3 separate regions of the Zea mays genome follow, and all the other regions are linked to region 3. Evidence: chromatin contacts called from public Hi-C data. All regions are on one chromosome and are shown on one strand. The core of a region is the stretch at or near the end of the contact, and the rest is flanking DNA. Distances in the headings are between cores, read along the strand shown. Region 1 has its middle 88 kb from the start of LOC100275199. Region 2 has its middle 65 kb from the start of LOC109942279. Region 3 overlaps LOC100277914.

What was found. Hi-C and Micro-C count contacts between places; a contact is called where the count stands out from the background.
Region 1: a Hi-C map of ear shows a contact between it and region 3, with 4 times the contacts expected there. The contact joins two enhancer-like sites. A contact is called at or near these places in 2 of 25 Hi-C or Micro-C datasets (ear and leaf).
Region 2: a contact with region 3 is called in a Hi-C map of tassel, with 3 times the contacts expected there. The contact joins two enhancer-like sites. A contact is called at or near these places in 2 of 25 Hi-C or Micro-C datasets (ear and tassel).

Annotation. Positions count from the first base shown.
Region 1 is chr9:49,512,385-49,515,084 of Zm-B73-REFERENCE-NAM-5.0, reverse strand. No RefSeq gene overlaps it. Among protein-coding and RNA genes, the nearest start is that of LOC100275199, 88 kb to the left of the region's middle. Within about 2 kb of position 1,429, at least 18 of the 20 cell types and tissues checked have an H3K27ac peak or open chromatin away from gene starts, as enhancers often do. A contact at or near this core is called in ear, where this site is marked.
Region 2 is chr9:49,466,990-49,469,689 of Zm-B73-REFERENCE-NAM-5.0, reverse strand. No RefSeq gene overlaps it. Among protein-coding and RNA genes, the nearest start is that of LOC109942279, 65 kb to the right of the region's middle. Within about 2 kb of position 1,264, at least 6 of the 20 cell types and tissues checked have an H3K27ac peak or open chromatin away from gene starts, as enhancers often do. A contact at or near this core is called in tassel, where this site is marked.
Region 3 is chr9:49,798,340-49,801,039 of Zm-B73-REFERENCE-NAM-5.0, reverse strand. It overlaps LOC100277914, which reads left to right. Exons shown (of 10, transcript NM_001279425.1): 10 at 733-1,086. The coding sequence ends at 823. Among protein-coding and RNA genes, the nearest start is that of LOC100277914, 27 kb to the left of the region's middle. Within about 2 kb of position 1,434, at least 6 of the 20 cell types and tissues checked have an H3K27ac peak or open chromatin away from gene starts, as enhancers often do. A contact at or near this core is called in ear and tassel, where this site is marked.

The DNA.
Region 1 (2,700 bases), core at 180-2,679, 290 kb after region 3:
GAGTGAAGCTGTGAAGGCGTGAAGGTGAAGGTACAATCGCACTCACCACTAAGATTTCCTGGCTCAATTCTGCTGAATCGAATTTCGGTCTTCAACTGAAAAGATTTCACATGTTTTTAATGTGATTTTGCAGTCGATGCCGCAGTTCGGTTTTGTGATTGATGCGTATTGTTTATGCTGTTAGGAATCAGCTGAAGGGCACTTGTGATTGATGTGTATTGTTTCTGTTGTTTAGGAATCAGCTGAAGGGCGCAGCGCAGGACGGTCGGGATCAGAGCAACGGGCCTCTAAGATGGAGGTGAGCATTGGAGACATGAGTATTTCCCTGCATCAAATCATGAATGATATGTATTGATTATTGTATTTCTAGAATTCGTATCGACTTATTTTTAGGCTACATATTCCTTGAATGTTTAAATTATATCTTACTTCTTGTGTCATATTAAACATCAATTATATTTTTTTGTTTGGTTTAATTTTTTTTATAGCCTTAGTTTAGTAGCCCCTCTCTTGGATCAATCCTGAATCCGCCACTGGGCTCTGGCGCCTCAACCTTCACCCCGAAACGTTCTACACATGTAGTACAAGTTTGTGAACGTGATGAAGCTACTTACCGACAATGGAGTAGGACGTTGTCCCCTATCCACGATGTGGGTGGGTTTGCGTTGGGTTCAGAACGCTGATGATGAATTACTCGCGAACCACAGCCACCTACGTACGCTGAACCACTTTCACCAAAGACTAGTTTGGGAACCATAAAACCGAAGAAAATTGGAGAGGCTAAAATCAATCTTCTTATTTAATTTTAAATAAGAATGAGATTTTAGTTGATTTTTGGACTCCTAAGCGTCCAAGGATGAATCTCCGCGGCCTGCTCCCGGCCTCTAGCAGGCGCTGTGGATGAGGTTCCGCGGTGGCGGTCTTCTCCGATGAAAAGCCCGATTACGCAGCTACCTCCCCAAAGGTTTGAACCACGGTGCACTGTTGTAGATGTTGGCGAGCTCTCCCGTGCTCTCTCACGGTCGCGGCAACGGGGCTGCATGGACCCGGCCGCTGGTGCTCTTTTCCCTCTGCGACCGGTGATAGAGAGGCGAAGGGCTCTCGGTGGCTCTCGACATGCGATAGATGACGGCGGAGTGAGGCCTGCATATATAACCCAAGGATCCAGAATCCTTGGAGGATACGACGAACTCCCTACCAACGAAAATTGGTTGAGGCTGATTCGAGCGGCGCAGTGAGCGAGCGGAGTCCGATTTGTGAAGATCACGACAGAAAGGATGCTCCTCATGATCTGGGCCTACGCAGCAGTGGCCATCTCCCATCTGGTGAGGCAGGCGTGGCCGTTAGACTATCGTAACGGCCCCACACGGCAGATATAGTAGCCGCCAGCAAGATACCTGGTGCGGACGAGGAGCTACCGACCAGAGGGTCCCACTCATTAGTGTAATAGATGAGAAGGCGCGATGGGCTGTGCGGTTGCAAGAAGAGAGGTGGGCCGGGATGAGGGAATTCGGCCCACACTGGTTATTCCCCTTTTCTTTTTTCTATTTCTGTTCTCTATTTTATAAATTCAACAATCTTGTTTCAAATCAAGTTTGAATAAACAGGATTTTTAAATGCACAATCAAAGATCACAACATGAATGCAAGTTTTATTTAATTTATTAAATTTTGACTCATTTATATAAATACTTCTAAATATATAATTCATGAAAGGAGTAATTAACATAAAATAGTTTCACCCCTTTATTCATCAAAGAAAATAGTTTTAAATACACATCCAAAAAAATTATATGTATCCCTTAGAAAAATATTTAAACTTTAAAACTTTAATAAAAATATTTCCTAAACTCAAAATTAGAATTTTGTGGTGTTACAAATTCTACCACCTTAAAAATAATCTCGTCCTCGAGATTAGTAGAGAAAGTGATGTAGTAAGTTTGGTTTGTGTCTTTTTTTAGCTTTTAGTTTCTATTTTTTTGTATGCCAAAGTTTTTTTATGTCTTTAATACTGATTAACAAGTGGCTAGAAAAGCAAGGGTACCTTATGTCTAGGTAGAAGTAGACAAGGTTGGGGTAAGAGAAAAGGTAATAACAAAGAAGGCGTCCATTCTAGATGGTGGATCCTGACTTGTCTGAAGATCTTGTCTGACTCTTATCCTTCACTGACGAGGTTGGTCTTCTCTCCTCGGGTCTTGGTGCCTTGGTGATATCATCCGAGTTAGGGACATGTAGTTAAGACAGATTAGTAGGTAACCCAAACAACTTAGTAGGTCTCTTAAGGTAAATCAAGAATAGGTACAATCAGGTTTAGTTGTTTTGCTTTTGGGTTGGGCTAGATTGGTTATACAACCCACTATGTATGTATGGTGGTTGTTCATGGCCGAGTTAGTATAAGGCACCAATTTAGGTTTACGTGAATTAGGTGAGAAAAGAGTTTCTAGGTTTAGAGTTTTAATATTGTTGGTTACTTGTTCTCGAATGTTGTGAAATAAGAACAAGGCAACACAATTGTTAATTATTAGGGACCTTCGTCTTCCGAAGCATTATCTCCCCATGGACATAATGATCATCAGACGAAGGCCATGGAAGACATGCCTTCACCATTCAATATGTAAAATAAGAATGTAAAGAAACCAAGGCAGTAAGTATATCTCATTAATTCATTTGTATTTGTATTCTATAAAACATGTATGAATAT
Region 2 (2,700 bases), core at 15-2,514, 330 kb after region 3:
AGCACCGCCGCCTCGCGCCAGGTCGCGAACCGTCCGACTCTGTGCCGCGGACCGTCTGCGCCTGACCAGAGAGCACCGCCGCTGGTTCTTTTGAGTGATTGGCGTCTCCAAAACAGTATCATAACAATTTCGGTCGTTACAGCTTTGTACTGTTGAACCTCTCGCCTACTGCAAACGTAAACTTGTTCCGCGGTATACTAGAGGTCTATTCTTAGGATACTCTATAGATGTCCAAACAGTGCGGGCCGCCCGTTTGGCCCGTGGCACGGCACGAATTTAGCCCGGTCCAAACACGGCCCGGCACGGTCGGTTACGGGCCCGGGCCGGCACGGCCCGTTTAGCGGGCCGGGTATGGGCACATACGGCGGCCCGCGTGCTTTGGCCCGGCCCGGCACGATAAATGGGTCGGCACGACGGCGGCCCACATATGTATGTAAATACTAAATATGTAAATACATTTAATTCTCTCATAGTATGTAAATACTAAATACGCGGCCAAACATATATAAAATGCATACATAAATATAAAATGCATACATAAATATTTTGTTGTCTTAATATATATAAATAATATGTTATTATATATGATTAATTATGTTAAATATATGTATTTATATACCGTTCTACTGTTGGTTCGGGCCAGTGCCCGGCCCGGTCCGTTGAGGCCCACCGGGCCAACGGGCCGGCCCGGCACGATTTTTTCCTGTGCGTGCCGGGTTTGGGCATGTCTCTAGGCACGTGGGCCAGCCCGACCCGGCCCGAAGCATCAACGGGCCGTGCCTGGCCCGGCCCTATTCGTACCGGGCCGAAACGGGTTCGGGCCGGGTCCGTGCCGGGTGGCCCGTTTGGACATCTATAGGATACTCTTATGATAGAGAGAGACTCCTAGCGAGCATGTGGAATCTCTGCTCCGCAGGAACACCAGTAGCTAGGCGAGAGCAGCCATATTTTACACACGGTAAGGTGCAGACTGCAGAGTGCAGACACAATTACGCGTGAACCGATGGCGCGCCCCTTTCACATTTTGCATGATCAACTTCAAAAACATTAAAAAAGATTAAACTTGCACGATCATTAGCACGCACACACGCACTGACCAACAAGTGATGCTTTTTCGCTTTTTTGTCCATACTCGGTGATGATCACACGCTCCATTAAGCCAATTAATCAATCCCGCCGTGTCCCCGAATCTGCCATCACACTCCAGTAGTGCTCTCGACCGTCAAAGAGGCACCAACCTTCCTGCCATCTTCTTCTTCCACCTCTTGCTCCCCTATAAATGCAGCCACTTGACTCGACGCCCACGCACCTTACACAACTGAGCTCACAGTCACATGCACAGGCCGGTGCTATATATAATCATATCAGAGAGTTAGATTGTGACAGGTGGTTTTAGCTAGCTAAGGTACGTACAACCAGTGCCAGGGCAATTATCATCAATTAAGAAAAAGAGAGATCAGAGAGAGGAACTTACTAATCATGAGTGATCTGAAGTACTCATCCTACACGAGGCTGGGCCTGCGGCGGTGGCGACGGACGGCGAGGGGAGTCCGGCTCAGCCCGACGCGCATCACCGTGCGCAGGCTCCGTGCCAAGCTGTGGACGCTGCTGGGGCTCCTGGGCCGTTGCGTGCGCAACCTACGGCTACTCACGAAGGGCCGGATGGCAGCGGCAGCCGGTGCTGTGAAGGCGAGCTCGCCCCCTGCCGCTGCCACCGGCAGCAGGAGGTTTCTTGTGGCCGGTCAGAAACGCTCCCTCGCCGGAGGGAAGACCGGACGACAGGCCGCCGGGGACGGCGGGAGCAGCAGCAGTAAGCCACCGCGGCGGCCGCCGTGCATGCGGTCCAACTCCTTCTACGCACGCGCCGTCGCCGAGTGCCTCGAATTCATCAAGGGCAGCAACGCGCCGCCAGCGTCACCGTCGCCACTGGCGGCCCACGGCACGCCGCGCCGCGGCACCAGGTGCTGACACGCGGCGGCTGCGACGGCGACGACGACGACGTGAGTTTACCCACGCGAGTCGATGGTGCAGATGAATCGATCAGCTTGCATTGTAGATAGGATCGATACGCTCGCATTGCATCGTCGGGTTTCGTAGTGTCTTGTTTGGTTTATGTTCATCGTTTGAATCCTAGCTCTAGTTTTGCTTCTGCGATCGAATGAAGGGTTTATCACTTCATGCATCTGGATTAGTTAGATTGTTTAGTTGCAGAATTGTCAAAAATGATAATGAAAGTTGGCAAGAGGGTTGCCGAATGATGCAACATGTGTGTGCCAGATATTTTTGTTAAGGATGGAGCTTTCTTTATCTTGATTGGTCATGAGTGTTTTGAGTATGAAAATATTTCAGTTTGTGTCAGGCTCTGCTCGCCTTCGTCGGCATCTCTTCTCCGCGCACCGTATCAAGGAGTTATTTTTATTTCTTTTCTTGTCTTAAAATTGAAGCTAGTATTTCTTTTCTCTTCTCCGCGTTTGGTTTCGGAGTACAGTGATTAGTGTGATATAAAACGGAGTGATTCTAAAAATAGAAAATTATACTCAAATGTTAAACTATTTAGCTTACTAAAATCTCTCGCACGGAGCTACTCTAAGGATAGAGTCGTTCCAATCCAACCGACTTCGGAACCGAACGCTATCTAAAACTTTCAATTGAGACCGGTCTACGGCTAGTCTTATCTGAGCTTGTGCAAGCGAATTAATT
Region 3 (2,700 bases), core at 185-2,684:
CAAACCCTAAAATGTAAAATGTGTTGTCGTTGCTGGATACCAACTGTACAACATTTATCATCATATATGTATTGAGATGAATACATGGACTGAGGTTTTTACATGGACAAACCCTAAAATGTAAAATGTGTTGTCGGTGCTGGATACCAACTGTACAACATTTATCTATCTAGACTTGGTACTTTGGGGTATTTATAAGTTCACATTTAGGGCTTGTTTGGGAGCAAGGGTAATGGAGTGGATTGAGGGGCTAAAATCCCTTACTATTCAAAATTGAGGCGGTGTTTGGTTTCTAGGGACTAATTTTTAATCTCTCCATTTTATTCCATTTAGTCCCTAAACTAAAACTCTAGTTTAGTTTATTTATTTAGCAATTTAAGGACTAAAATAAAATAAAATAGAGGGACTAAAAATTAGTCCCTAGAAATCAAACACCCCCTGAATAGTAAGGAATTTTGGCCCCCTCAATCCACTCCATTACTCTTGTTTCCAAACAACCCCTTAAGGCCTAGTTTGAATACTTTGATATTAGAGTGTTTTGGAGGGATTGGAGAGGGTGTAAATCCCCAATAGATCAAATACTCTCTTAATACATCTCAATCCACTCCAATCCCACTCATTACTAGAGTACCTAAACTAGGCCTAATTTGTTGTATGGGTACTCTTGGGCTAAATTGAAAAGGAAAAAAAGATGTTTGGTACTGATCTTACACATATACCATCTTATTTCAGAACTTGGGTGGAAGATGAAGCAGCACATGTCCATGAACGAGCTGAGACACTTGAGAAGGCTTTGAGAAGATGGCGAATCCCAGAAGATTGATCCCTCCAAACTAACTGTGCTTTGCATTGGTAAAGTTTTGTTCAAAGTTTTTGGAGCTCATTGGCTCCAGAGCATCTACCATCTGAATAATTCTCAATAGAATGGAATGGTTGTGCCTTAATGTTCCTTGCGATGGTTTATTTTCCTTTAGTACATCTTGACATCTTGTCCACATTCTGAGGGAACACTGGCACCTGGAAACCTTTTCCCCATACTTTTTCCGCAATCAATGTAGATATTTTCATGCCTTGGTGTTTTAGCTGTTCTCATCAAGTCTAAACTGGATCTTGGTACATTGGTGTATAGTTAAGTGAAACAGTGCAGCTTGGAAGGATGTTTGCCCCTTCCAATTTTTTGCTATAGTCTTGTCTTCAAGAAATTAAGATACGGTAGCTGGTCTTGTTCACTGTTCAAGTAGACAAACATACTAAAACCCTAAACCCTAAAACTGATTCGACAAAACTATGTATACTTATACTCGCTCTCCCTCTTGTAAATTGTAAGTTTTTTTTATAAAGATAGATTCCTTTTGATCAAGTCTAGTTAGGCTACCCGCGACGCTTCCCGCGGCTGCCCCCCCCCCCCTCGCAATAGGCAGCCGCTAGACGCCGCACCACTGCCCCCCTCTCCTTCGCTGGATGCAGCGTGCGCTCGTTTCCTCTCCCTTCTGCTGTGTTATGGGTCCGCGATTAATTGTTAGTAAATGAAAAATTGATATGAGATGAAAAGTAGGTATAGAAAATGATATTTTATGGTTGTAGTGTGGTATATGGGGATAAAATAGGGGGAACCGCTGCTGGAGATGAAAAAATAGGGGATGAAATGTTGATAATGTGACATAAAAAAATTATATAGAGAAAAAAATTTAAAGGAAACCGCTGCGGATAGCCTTAGAACCCTAGAAAACAAGTGTATCACCCTAGGCTTGGAAATGGAAGGGTAAAATTTTATTCTGACTTAATCGTTTTTCACATTTGATGAAACTGTTTTTGTAGTTGCGAAAAAGAATTTCGGAAACGAGGCAGAAACGTGAGTGTCTACCTCACTCGTTTTTGTGGATCCATTTTTAGCTGGGTTACCTATATTTATCCCGTATTTAAGAAACCAAAATTGTCTTAATATGCATTGGTGTATTAGCTAAAGTTTATCAAAATTGTCTTAATATGTATTAGTGTATTAGCTAAAGTTTATCCTGTTTTTAGCTGGGTTACATGTATTTATCCTGTATTTAAGAAACCAAAATCGTCTTAATATACAATAGTGTATTAGCTAAAGTTTCACATCGTGATAAATTATAGCACAAAATGTCATTCTAGCCATTCACTCTTCTCAATGTCAAGTGGTTTAATGGCTCAAAGAACAATGACCATAGTATATGTACACCACTGACAAGCAAACAACAACAAAATGTTTTCTCTGTATCTATTTGTTTTATGTTGTTGCTCGATGTAGGTTTTTCCATCCATTTCCTTTAGTTTTTATCTCTATTAGACCCTCAAAAAATAATCGGGTCGAATTTCTTGTTCTCTCCTTCGTTCTCCTAACTTTTTTCTTCCAAATATTCTCTCTCATAGTTCACCGTCTTGCCCATGAGTCCATGGGCGCGACGACCACCATGTTGGCAGCAGGTAGGCCCATGAGCCTAGCGACGAAGATGTGTATCGTGGCGGTCGGGGAGGCATGCGAGCCCTGGTAGCTTGATGACCGGCGAGGTGCTAGCGTAGCGTCCTCACCTACTCCCCACGAACCGCGCATGCTCATGCAGCCATCTTAGTGTTCTCCATGTGTTTTTCCCAATCACTATAACAATCTACCAAGTAGATTGGAACGTGGCTTGTCAAAGAGTTGATGAGCACTAGAGGCTGGTACAGTGCAGG